Regions from separate parts of the Gossypium hirsutum genome. Here region 1 is linked to region 2. The links are chromatin contacts, called in public Hi-C maps. All regions are on one chromosome and are shown on one strand. The core of a region is the stretch at or near the end of the contact, and the rest is flanking DNA. Distances in the headings are between cores, read along the strand shown. Region 1 holds the start of LOC107902477 (protein OBERON 1). Region 2 holds the start of LOC107888885.

Evidence for each region. A called contact is a pair of places that touch in the nucleus more often than the background predicts.
Region 1: a Hi-C map of callus shows a contact between it and region 2, with 3 times the contacts expected there. The contact joins the promoter of LOC107902477 here to the promoter of LOC107888885 in region 2. A contact is called at or near these places in 5 of 34 Hi-C or Micro-C datasets (callus, fibers, leaf and 1 more).

The regions. Positions count from the first base shown.
Region 1 is chrA09:53,758,889-53,765,912 of Gossypium_hirsutum_v2.1, forward strand. LOC107902477 (protein OBERON 1) reads left to right here and starts at 3,432. Exons shown (of 5, transcript XM_041077657.1): 1 at 3,432-3,693; 2 at 4,405-4,819. The coding sequence starts at 4,444.
Region 2 is chrA09:53,045,568-53,052,317 of Gossypium_hirsutum_v2.1, forward strand. LOC107888885 reads left to right here and starts at 3,097. Exons shown (of 3, transcript XM_016813143.2): 1 at 3,097-4,109. The coding sequence starts at 3,292.

The sequences.
Region 1 (7,024 bases), core at 2,182-4,681, 710 kb after region 2:
AGACAATGTAAATGATAAAATGTTGGTTGATTGATTAGTCAATTGCCAATTAAACGAATAAACCTATACCAATTATATTGTTTTTCACTCTAAGCTAGGAATCTCCTCCTAGCCTCATCCTAGACTAAAAGATACCACCTAAGCTTTCCTCCCGATCTCACCTAAGCATATAGATCTCCTTTCAGTTTCACTATTCAGCATAATTATATTGAACTATCTAATGATAAACTCTCCTTTCAATCTCATTTATCTAAATTTTCCATTAGAAACATCAACTCTAGCATATGAAGCATTTCAATATAAAATAATAACTAAACAATCAAGTATTGACATAAACTTAACCCAACAATCAATTCATGAACTAACCAACAAGCAATATTGGCACATAATAAAGCTTAACACCCAAAAAGACATTTCATCAAACAATTTATATTTACAATATAAATGTAAAAGTAAAAAATACTCATTTAGATGTGGAACCAATGGCACCCAAAAGCTTGATCCATTTCCAATTACAAAAGTCTTAACAATAATGAAGAAAGAAAACAACAAAAATAAAATCTATTTTAAAAAAGAAAAAAGGACAACCTAATCTAAAAATGAAAAGAAAAGAAAAGAAACCCAACTTAAAACTATGAAAAGTAAAGAAAGATGATCAGCCATAAAAAAGTCCCTTTCCAAAAAGCTTATAAAGTAGTATTTATAGTCTACTAACATTTAACTTAACATTGACAACTATGCCCTTAAATGAAAAGTGACTTAAGCATGTGTAGACACAAAATTACTCCTGCAATTTTTCATCTCGTCAGGCTCTAGTGTCGTAACACCCTCAAAAGTAGGCACCAATTTGGCTAGGGGGTCTTGATGTCTCGACATTGACTAGCTAGTGTCGCAACATCCTCGGTGGTGGCCATGACTTCTTCACTTCAACAACTAGCAGTGGTATCACGACATTGGCTGCTTGGTGTCTCGACCAATGTCGCAACACAACACCCTTAGTGTCTCGACCCTCTCAACAATTTGCTCCTGGTTGATTTCTTGTTGAAGTCTTGCACACTTGAGGTAATAAAGGCTCAGTGTCCCGACATTCTAGCATTAGTGTAGTGACATCCATGTCAATTGTTTTTCACTTCAAGGTTTGGCCGTCGTCATCTGCCAATACAAGCTCATATCAATCATTAGACTCCCAATGACATAGTTTTGCCAATTTGGGTCTCAAAAGAGGTACGATATGAGAACAACTATCATTAATACTAAAATCTAAGAATCAATAAAAAATAGTAAAAAGACTCATAAATTACTTAAAAACAAACTAATTAAGTACTCAAGAGAACCTAATTTGACATATTAAATTACGATAGATCATTAAGCCCATCAATTTCATGGGCCTGAGGACCTTAATGCTCGCATCAAGTTCATTTATGAGTATTTTCATATAATTTATTAATATTTTTTATAATTAATATCTTATTTAAATATTATATATATTAATTTCTTTTAAATATTGGTAAATTTGAAACGGTATACCAAAATAAATTAATACCGATATGTACTAGCTCTAATAAAAAAAAAATAATGTGTCTACTAATGCAATATTAACTACCTTAATTAGAATAACATATAAAAGATTGCACATAAACTTTTCGTTGAAAATATAACTTGAAAAATCAAACATGAATAAGATAATTTTTATTATCAAACTTTGTAGGTTACAATTTTTGTAGTTTCTTGAATGAACTTTTTTATTCTTTTCTTTCAGGGTCATTTAAATTAGATCTTGAACAGGTGTGGCTTGTTATTGAGATTTGATATTGAAAATAGATTTGAAGAGTTTCTTACGAATTGACGCAAAGGTTTTTGAAATTTAATCTTGGATCAACGAGTCTTCTTTAAGTATCGTCAAAATTTGATATTGAAACTAGATTGTTATATTTAATCTTGAAACTAAAGTTGATATTTTTTGCGTTGATGCAATAAGATCGGAGAGAGTTTAATCCAAGCAAGAGTCTTTAAAACTTGGTTTTAGATGATTGAGTCTGCTTCAAAAGTTCACGAGATTTGATCTTGAGTGCTTGACTCTATTTTAAAGAACATCGAGATTTGGTCTCGTATCATTGGTAAACTAAGAAAGCAAAGCATCTTTTTTTTTAGAATGCTTGAAAATTAGCTTATAATTCTTCAAAAAAATTTTAAGTTCTAAGATTCTTTTAAAGAATTTTTAAGGCTTTTTAATCTTTTAAACTTCTAAAACTTTTGTTGAGTGACTCATTTTTATAGTGCCAATTTTTCTAATATAAATTTTCCAAATATGAATTCTATAAAAATTAATCTCCCTTATTAATTAATTATTTAACAATTTATTTAAATTAACTAGGAAAAAATTCATTTCTTTTTTTGTCATTTAGCTAATTTAACTTTATTAAAAACAATACACTTTTTTATCATTTATCTTTTAATTATTAATTAAAGCTACATATCTTTTTAAGAATATAATCTCTTTACAAAAAGATTGTTAAGTTAAACCTACACATGAGTTGACTAATTGGGTTTCAATTTGAATTATTTATTATTTATTTATTTTTAGCTTGAGTAAGCACATAAATTTGGTTTACTATTTAAAAAATATAAAAAAATTGTATTTATTTATATTAAATTTAAAAGACGAATTGATTTGTCTGTGGTTATCACGTTAAATTATCAAAAAGTTTATTACTTTAATAAAGTAATGAATATTTTTGAGATATTTTTGTCTCATTACAATTTTATATGAAATCCAAAAATTATATGCTTATCATAAAATTTGAATTCAAGATATAATAACATTCAAACCTTTAATTTTATCATTTTAACTAAAATTATTTTTAATTTTTATATAATTTTTAGTAAAAATATTACATAATTACTTTTAACTATATCTTAGTTGTACCATAATTTAACTAATATTTTTATATTCGAGCTCTTGATATAATGTATGTAAAAAAAAAAACCTTTTATTAAAACAAAGTTCTAGTTGTCTTCAAATTTTAGATTGAATAAAAAAATATTGTAAATAATTTTACATTATTTTGTAATTTTTTATATAATTAATAATCATTAAATTTATTGATATATTTATATTTTTCATGCGTATAACTTTTTTAATTGATTCGATAATTTTATTATATCAATTTAAAATATTATCTATAATAATGTATATTAAACGATTAAAAGTTTTAAATTTAGATCGATATAATAAAGATATCAAACTAATTTAAAAAATTATATGTATAACAAGTACAATTATTTTAACTAATTTAACATTGAATTGTTGAAATATAAATTATAGATAAAATTACTTATAAAATCATATTAATTTTATACTCTTAAAAAATAAATAATAATTTAAATTTATTCAGGTTGAAATTGATAAAATCTTTGTCCAAACTCGGCCCAACACATAATGATTATTTTTTAAATTAGGGTTTCATCAGTTCTTCAATCTGCAATAGAAAAATATCGTTTCTCAATTTTTACATTTTCTGCCCTTTAATCCTAACCCTAAAGTTAGTCTTCTCTCTGCTAATTTCTTTTTAAATTTTGTTATCTCAAAATTATTTGATTTCCATTTTAGAAAACCGGAAACAGATTTATTTCTGTTTTAGCAGGTGCAGAGATCGTCAGTCTTGCTCCCGTGAAATTGTTATACAGTTCCAGGTGATTTTTTTTAGTTCTTTTTTTTCTGGCGTTTTCTTCCTTCAATTATTAAGTGAACAGATGAAATTTTCTAAATTAATAGACGCTAATAACTTAAAATTTACGTTCAAGAAAATTGGATTTCTTGAAGAGATTCTTGAGTTTTTTATTGGATGCTAAAGGAACCTGCATTGTTTTTTATTATTGTTATTATGATGCCATGCCATTAAATTTTGAATCATTAATCTAAATTTAAATGCTTTTCGCAATATTTATTTGATTTTTCCTCCAGTAAATTAAAAATGTCTAAACTATTTTTTTTTATGAAAAAGATTTTAATTGCTAGATATGTATAAAAGACAATATTCTTGATTACAATAATAAAAATATCTGATCGAATCGAAATTTAACATGCACCATCAATGTAGTTATATTGCTAAATCCAATTAGTAGTATGTTAAAATAGCAATCATATATTAAGTTAAAATTAGTTTTACACTTGTCTATATATGTCTGAGTATCTTCTTTTGGGGTACTGTTCTGAATGCTGGAAACAGTTTGAGTAGTTCTCAGTACGAAATTTCAGGGGTAGATTCTTCTTTGCTATGGAAGACTGTAAATATGGCTAAGCAGGATGTCATAGGATGAAATTTATGTTGCAATTACTGAGAACTGTTTTGTAATCTTTTAATGGCTGAACATGTAAAAAATTTTGAATTGCATTTAATGCAGTGTGCTGGTTCTTGGCTACTTCTGCTAAACTTGAATCTTATGGATATTGATGATACTAAGGAAAATAATGGAAGCACGCCTAGACGAAGAGAAAATAGTCTTCATCTCAGTCCTGTTTTGCCAGAGGCATCTGGGTTTGGGTTGCCGTATGCTCCAGTGGATTGGCCTAAGAAGGGTGACATATGGGCTTGGAAAGTGGGAAGGAGAGTAGCCATTACTGGCCATTTCTTAGATAGGTATTTGTATCCTCCAAAGCGCCTCCAAAAGCTTGTGGACTCAGGCAGGAAACGTGGTCTTGCTAGCAAGCTTTCAGTTGAGCGGTATGTCAAATTGGCGTTCCCTGATGCAGATATTAATGCTTTTTTTGCTTCATTCAGCTGGAAAATCCCTGCAATGAAACATTCTTTGACAAACGGTCAGCCTCAAATAACTGTGTTCATTTTCCTCATTCTATTCTACAGTCTTCATGTTCTCGTTTTAGTTTTTGTAATTATTTATATGGTTCATTGCATTAACGTCTGCATTCTTTTAACTAGTGTAACGTCATAATCCTCTGTTGTCAATATATAATATCTGATTCAGTCTTTCAGTTATTTAGCCTCTTTGGTTGGATCAATAGTTCTCTCCTATATGATTCTCTGTGATCAACTTAGACTTGAGTGTCAAGATGCTGTTAGCCAATTTGGGTGACTTCGATGATTATCCGATACTTTTGGTTGAAGGACATGTTTGACTTGTTGCCAAGTTAACTCTTTGTTACACTTAGAGTATGTTTGAATGAAGGATTTAGAGAAAGAATTGCATTTCTATTAAAGGTTTTAAAATTCGAAAAATGAATTTACTTATTTAGGCTGAAGTACATAATGGAAAATTTTAAGTAATTTCGAAAGGGGATTCGAGTTTATCGAAATTCTACCTAAAAAGGTGCTTTTTTTTAATGTTTCTGATAATCTTATTTCATGTAACGCATATGGTCCCACTATAAATGAAAAACTTAAACTTCAAAATATTATTTTTTTAAATTATACTTATAGTTTATTCCAAAAATGAATTTACTTATTTAGGTAAAAATAAATAATGGAAAATTTCAAAAAATTTTAAGAATTTCGAAAGGGAATTTCAGTCTATCCCAATTCTACCTAAAAAGGTGGTTTTTAAAGTTTCTTATAATCTTATTTCATTTAACACATATGGTCCCACTATAAAATAAAAAACTAAACTTCAAAACATTATTTTTATTTAATTTAATCTATATTTTATAGTTTATATTATTAAAAATATTATACATTTTTTTGATTTCTTAGATTCTTAACCATGAAATGCTCCGTATTGTTGAGTAGGTTGGGGTTTTCTAGTCACCTGACATGTTTTTCATCCTTCGATGGATGAAAAGTTTTATGCAGGATAAAATGAATATAAAGCTATTGATTTCTACTAATATTGTTTTATGGAATTAAAAGCCATTCTTCAAATGATGTTGACTCTCTGTAGGCAGCTTGTATAGTTTATTTGAGTTTAATTAATGAAGACAATATCCCATCTGACCAACAAAAGAATTGATGTGCTAGTCATTTTTAAATTAAGTATCCTGTTAGTGTCTTGCCTGCATTCTAGATGCATTCTTTGCATCCTAGAGCTTAGCCATAGATAATGAAGTAATTCCTTTTAACCATTAGCAGCTTACTGCTTAATATTGGAATCACACTGCTCTTTATGACAATCATATTCTTTAGTGCACTCATTGAGAGTTAATACAATCTTATGAAGTGTCTTTCATGGTACTCATAGATATGGTCTTGTTTTTTTAATTCATTTGCATAGGCATTGCTGGGTAGTGTATTAGGAAGATGGAAGGGGTGAGTGGAAAAGTGAAAGGAAAATTATTTTCTTTGTTTATTTTTTTTACTATCCAAAATAAGTAGATAAGCTTCTACAGTTCAAACTGAACTGCAAAACAAAAAAAAAAACAGTTTAGACACTATGCATGCATAGTATCGCATATACCTCAAGCACAACTTAACTCCCTATTAACGGTGTTCCCTGCTAAATTCCTTAAATGATACCAACTAAATCTTATTGTAGCTGGAATAACAGAAAGAATTCCTCCATTAGTTCAATTGTTCCTTTCCTTTGGTAATAGATGTAAGCGTTCCATGCTAAACATACAATAACAGAAATGAGAGCTTTTCCTTTTCTGTGCCAAGTGCAACGCCTCTTGCCAGCCTGCAGCAGCTCTGTATATACCACATTCTCACAATACTTTCTCCAACAACTTAGAACACAACCATGTCAAAAGATGGTCACAGGTCTCCTCTGGTTGTTGTAGAGAAGGCAAATCACTGATCCCAAGTGTCTCCCTTAGTCTAAATCTTGTAGGCAGCCTTCTAACAAAGCTACCCAGGAGATTAAGGCCTGTCTAGGTGTGTGAATTGTTTAGCCTAGCCTCTACCTATTTGCTTTCTCTTTTTTGTCCTATTTCCTCTCATACATAGACAGCCTTGTACTGATTCGCAGACATTGTCTAAACTTTTTGCTCTTCCTGGTCAGAATGAATTGAAGAGTTCCAATAATTTCTTCCAGCTCGATTAAACTTCTGCAAAATAGGTACATGTCTTGCACT
Region 2 (6,750 bases), core at 1,847-4,346:
TAATTAACAGAATAGGCTTACTGGTCTGGTGGTTAAGTGGAGTGTTAGTTGGCTGTTGATCAGGTGTTTGAATCCCTATGTTGGTATGGGTATTATTATTTTTGAGCGTTTGACTAAAAGAATTCTGATAGCTTTCAAAGACTGAGAGTGGGGGTTAGTAGAGAAAAATAAAGGACTGGGGGTTATCAGAAACTGTCATCCTTTCTTTTTGTAAAAACACTCTCTCAAGTTTTGACGGCTATTCTTTTCTTTTCTTTTCTCACTGCCGAATCTCCTATTTCTCTTTTCTTCTTCATCGTTTTGATTTTGGTTCAATTCGTCTCCGTTTGCGCATTTTCTGATTTCATCATTCGGTAAGTAGTTTTATTAAACGTTAACGCTTTTCGAATTAGTGATTGATGAAGAGCTGGTTTTGTTATTAACAATTTAGGCAAAGGTTAAGATTTGGTTGGGGTTCCTGCAACGATCTAATTGATTTGGATTTGGATCAATAACGGTAAGTTTTCGCGAGCATTTAGGATGTTGTGAGGTTTTGGTTACAAAATAATTTCGATTGAGTCACATTAGTGTTACTGATTTCAGGCGTTGAAATGTCGATTTTAGGTTTAGGAAAGCTCGGAATAGTTTTCGCAGCGAAACGATACTAGTTATGTACCTGGAAATGCAAAAAATAAGGTTTTGACGAAAGCCGAAAACCTCATTGTCGACGCCACAAGGGCGTGTGGTCACCTGTGTAGTACACCGTGTGTGATACACAGGCTAGACTAATTTTGGCCATGTGGGCCCACACGGGCGTGTGGTATTTTGGGCCAGGTCGTGTGATCCATATGGCCAAGACAAATTTAGGCCGTATGGGCCACACGGGCAAGCCACATGGGCGTGTTAGCCCATTTATCTGGAATGATTCCTAGGGTTGCATGGGTTGCCCAAGACGATTGTAAACCTACTGTAGGGTTGGTGAGTATTACCTAGACCCCTAAATGTATGATCTGAGTGTATGTAATGCATGATAAATTATACATGATTACTAATATATATATGTATACGCATGACTGATGGTTGCATAAAGACATGACATATTGTATGTTTGCATTGTATTGGGTTGGGATGACATATTGTATGTTTAGGAGCTATCCATTGACAACCATTTTGTCTCCCATTAAGAGACCCGTTGGTTCTAATCTAACCAAACTAGATTTAAAGCTCAATTATGTTCAAACTAGCCTCTATATTTCTCAAAATTTTCAGTAGAGACCACCAGCTTATGGTTTTATTTAATTTAAATCCTAAAGGTTCCTAATTTTTGGGTTTCAAAGGAAATCGGGTGTGACAACCCAAAATGAAATCCTTGCAATTTTATCACTCAACTTTTAATGCGCTTTCATTTTAGTCACCCAATCGTTAAATCTTTAACACCAGTTTACCTGTACATGCCACATCATATTCACACTTTCATTTTAGTCATCCAGCTTTTAAGTTCCTTTCATTTTGCTTACCCCAAAAATATCATTTTTTTAAAAATATTGATCGGGGTAAAAAACATTAAGGATTAAAGTGAGAAAAGGGTAGAAACTAAAATAATACAATTAAAATTGTCAAATTTGTACTTGTTTATTCCTTTGTCTAAAGTTCTAATTTTCTTTTTCTTTCAATATTGAAAATTTTAAATTTCAAAACATCAAAATTTATTAAATAAGTTATTGAAAACTTTTTATCCTTTGATAATGTCAACCAATGTCGATTTGTTACTATAATATTAAAATTAATTAAATTAATTTAGTCTCCTTTTAAATCTTAAAATTTTATTTTATGTTTCCAAATTAAAATCAATTCAAATAAATCATCCTTAATAATTGCATATGAAACTCAAATTTTTTTTGATTATATGATCTCGAGTCTTTCATACTAAGCTAAAAGTAAAGAAAAATTCTTACAATTAATTAAATTAATTAAATTTATCTTCCATGCCCAAACAAAACCTAGAATTTTTTCATCACTTGTTTACCAAAACGAAAAATAAGCAATTAATTTATTTAATTGCAATGATTTTTCTTTTCTTTTAACTTAACATGGAATATTCAAGTTTATATAATAAAAAAAATTTAAATTTTTGCATAAAATTATTAAAGAAATTTAAGTTTCTTTCGGCAATGGGATAAACAAGTACAATTTGACAATTTTTAAAACATTATTTTAGTTTCTACCACTTTTTCACTTTTTCACTTTAATGTTTTTTTACCCAATCAATATTAAAAAAGGGATGTTTTTGGGTGACCAAAATGAAAGGCTGAACATGATGTGGAATGTACAACTTAAGTGGCGTTAGAGATCTAACGGTTGAATGACTAAAATGAAAGCGCCCTAAAAAGTTAAGTGACAAAATTGCAAAGATTTTATTTTGGATGACTAAAATGAAAGCGCCTTAAAAGTTGGATGACCAACTAGATAATTTACCCTCTATATATGTATGATTTATATGATACTATATTCAATTATTATTAAATAATTAGGGTTAAGTAATTAAGTTATTTGAGATTGTTATGTAATATTTAATTTGTTTGGAATTCTTGTGTTTAAGTTGTTTTGTATATTTGAATTGTTATTAAATTGTTATTTTTAATATGTTTGGATTGTTATTTAACTATTTTTGTTAATTTACATTTATTTAGTGTTAATTATGAATAAATTTTATTTAAAACTAATTTTTTGTTTGAATTTATATTATTTTGTGGATTCATATCTGGATTTTTATCTTACATATGATTGAAAATGTTAAATTTAGTTTTTTTACGGATTATGATATTTAATTCAGATTCAAATTTAGATAATAATACTCAAATAATTTACGGATTTAAATTCAAATAATCAAAAAAGTGAAATAATCGATTTAGTGTGGCTACTAATCCTTGTTTAAGAACCTCTTTAGCTAAGTAAATGCTCCACCAAGTATAAGTTGCATTTGATCCAATTCTCAGTAGTAAGAAGTTTGTGTTATTAAGTAATTTGCTTTCAAAACTCTATAGAACAAAGAACTCAAATTATGGATTAAACGCCATCCTTGTTTATATAAACATGCCACATTGATGTCATTAGGTAAAAAAAATTATTTGACAAGTACTGAATTAAATCTTAAACTTTGACAAATTATAGGGGTTGAGGGCAAAATTTGATCTTTCTTTTTTTTTTGAAAATCTAAATAATTTACGGGTGAACTTTACAGTGAATAAAAGCTCCATCTTCCTGTGATTCCCCTAAATGCATCCAAAAGCCTTAAAATCCAACTAAATTCCAATGATGGCGGGACCGAATCCGCCAAAACAACCGTCATCCTCCTCCAACAACCACCGCAAATCCCGCTGGGAATCTTCCTCTTCCAGCGCCAATAAAAACCCCTCCTCCACAACCGCCGACCACAAGTCCTCCACCAAGCCCAGCCCATCCACCAGGACTGGCCCACCTCCAAGCTCCGCTGCTCAAAACAAGTCACAATCCGACCCCAATCAAGCTCATCCACCCTTCCCCTTCCCCGATCCAGCCGCCCTTGGCCCTCCGCCTCCACCGGCTTATGGATTCCACATGCTGGAGCGTCGGACAATCGTCCTTTACGACGGCAGCGTCCGCTCCTACTTTGCTCTCCCGCCCGATTACCAGGACTTTCCTACCCGACCCATACTCGGACCTCGTGACTTCGGTAGCCCATCAATGGGCTTCCGCGATAATCGCGATTATTGGAATTCGCCGGGTGACGGGCCTGGCCCGTTAAAGAGAAAGTACAGCGATGAAGGAAAAGACCTAAGAGAGGAGAAGAAGGAAAAGATCTACACTTTGGGGCCGGGCGGGTCAGACCGCCTAACTGGAATGAGTAGCCCGCTTGGAAATGAGGAAACTAGGGCAGCCAAGTATATGAGAGTTGGTGGGGGATATCAAAATAATAATGCGGGGTTTAATCATAAGCATTTGGAGGTTGATCAAAGTGCTCTAAAGAAGGCGTTTTTGCACTTTGTGAAGGCAGTTTTTGAGAATACGGGGCAGAAAAAGAATTACTTGGAGGATGGTAAACAAGGGCGGCTTCAATGCTTGGCTTGTGGCAAATCTAATGCCAAATTTAGGTTTGATTCTGAATTGGAATTAACTTCTTGAATGCTATTTTTCATTTTTTGGGACTTGAGTTCCATATTTTACTGCTTAGATGCTTCTGTTCTTTCTTAATTTGATGTGTTGCAACTAGTTAGATTAGATTGCTTGTTTTGTGGCTGTTAACATTTTAATATATTAAGCTAGAGTGCTGTATTTGATAGGTGATATTGACTTAAGGATGCAAATATCTTGGAGCTTGAATTTAGTTGACTTGTGTTGCATTTACTGCACATAGCACTGAAATCGTTTCAGTGCAGGTGTTTGATGTTGTTACCTATTTCTTTCTAGAATAATATTTGTCAAGTGTTATTCTTTTGGATAATGTCTGGGTTTTAATACAATGTTTCCTTTTCTTATTCTGATAGGTGTTTTATAGCATAAACTATTACTAATAAGGATTAGCTGGTGAGTTTCAATAATAAGTTATGGATAAATAATACTGATAGTGCTTACAATAATTGTTAAATTCAGTTGAGGTAATGCAACGCTGAGGCAGTGTTGTCTCCCCCTTTTATAAATGGTTTTCCGGACATTTTTCAACAATCTGATATTTCTAGGGTTTTAGGTAAGTGCGCAATCTGATCTCTTTAGCCTGACCTTAAATCTTGGATTTGCTATTACCTTTTTGCTGGTTTGCTTTGTTCGTGGCATAGTTAATCTTGGTTTGCTATAATCTTGGTTTTGTTGGCTGCTTGCTTTTACTAACTGGTTCAGAGAAGTGCTTCCCATGTGCCATTGCTTGTGTTATTTTGTATTACGGTTTTTTATCAAACCCAAGTCAGTCTATGTCTTCATCATAAAAATGAAAAATGGCACTTTCTGCTAGCAAGCTTTGGTGCTGGATTGCTGTGTTGGTGATTCGTCATTGTTGATTATTTACTGACTCAAGCCTAATTTATTCATAAAATGAAGGGTAGGTTGTACCAATGTATATTTCTCTATAGTGCTTCGATGCAATAGTGATTGTAGTTGTACATAAGGACACCAGTTTATTTATCCATGCAGTGGAAAATTTGTCAGAGATAAAATTGCTGTTATATATATGTTGTATTATTGTAGCTCTTTTTTCTGTTGCTGGCCTCTGTGTCCTGTACGGTTACTTATTCATATTTGGCTATGTTATTTTTTCTGATGGGTTTTAATATTAGATTCCCATTCATTTTCATTTTCAATATAGTAAATTTGATTTTGGATTAACATCAGTATTAATGAGTCTGACCCTTTGCAGTTTCTACAAGTCACTGTTTTTGGGTAGTAAGCATGTCCCTAGTTTGGTTTTGGAAAGTAAGGGGATTTCAGATCCCTTTCCAAGTACCTTTCATCACAATTTAGTCGTAGGTTGGAGCTAAATTGCACCTTTTGCATTTTATAATTACCTTTTCTTTCATAGCAACATGTTGTAATTACCTTATGTTCTTGTAGGCTTTGATCTGGATATTCCTGGTAGACGTTAGTCCTTGTGGCTTAGTTGTTGGTAGTTTATGGCCGATATTTTATGCTGCTTGGTACTAATATACTGTGGTCTGTAACTTCTTTCTTATCCGCATGACATTGCTGGGTTGGCCTGATTGTGGTAATTTGTAATAGCCATTCTTTTGGTAGTTGATAATTTATCAGTAATTCTGAAGCTGAAGGCTGCTAGTGTAAGTTAAAAGTATTAGTCTGTTTCTCTGTTTTTCTTGCCTTACCTAGCATGTAGTGGTATGGTGGCTAGATTTTTTTGTTCTTATTTTGATTTGACTACTTTTCTGTAGAGTGGCCCTTGGGGTGACTCTGATTTGTTCAAGTTTAGCTGTAAACTTATCTTAATTTATGGTGTTGTGTTATCCACCAAGTATAATGTCCACATGCAGGCTTGTATAGAACATGCAGGCATGTATAGAGCGTTTGCCTCCATTCTTTAAAATTATTCAGTGATCTTTCTGTTTGTATTGCTTATGGCACTAGAAATGGAAACCTCGCTTAAATACTCTTATCATGTAGAGAGTGAAGTCTTGGCATATAAAGAGTGTATATCTGGTTCTTCTCAGAGGAAGCAAGTACTAATCTCTTATACTATTTTTTTCTTTGATACTCTTCTTTTCCGTGCACGAGAAACTTTTCATGGTCTTGATTCAACTTTTTTGGGTGTCCAGTCTATTGTCTGTGCTGGTGTTATGATCTGACACCCTGTTGTAGCTATATATTTCTTCAAAATCCATGTATAATCTGTTGCCTATTATTGTAATTGCTGATAAATCTACAGCTTTTGAACCAACCTTATATTTTAGTTGGGGCTTTTTAGGAGGTGCATTTATATCCAACTGCAATCCCTTTCCTCTCCCCCTCTCTTATTCAGTCTCGGTTACAATAATTTTTGGGTGATGACAGTACCCTTATTTCTAATGATATATAAATAAGGAAATGGTTGTTTGGCTATGCTATCATATGGAATAAGTTCACTGCAATCCAGTGTTCAAATTTGCCTTTTGCGCAAGTTTTATCTCGATGCTTGCAGACTACCCAGATGACAATTCAATATTTTGGCTCTATGCCATGCACATTACTTTACCCCTTTTATTTGTACAACTTATTTTCAAACTGCTGAATAATTTTTTGTTCATTTCCCTAGTT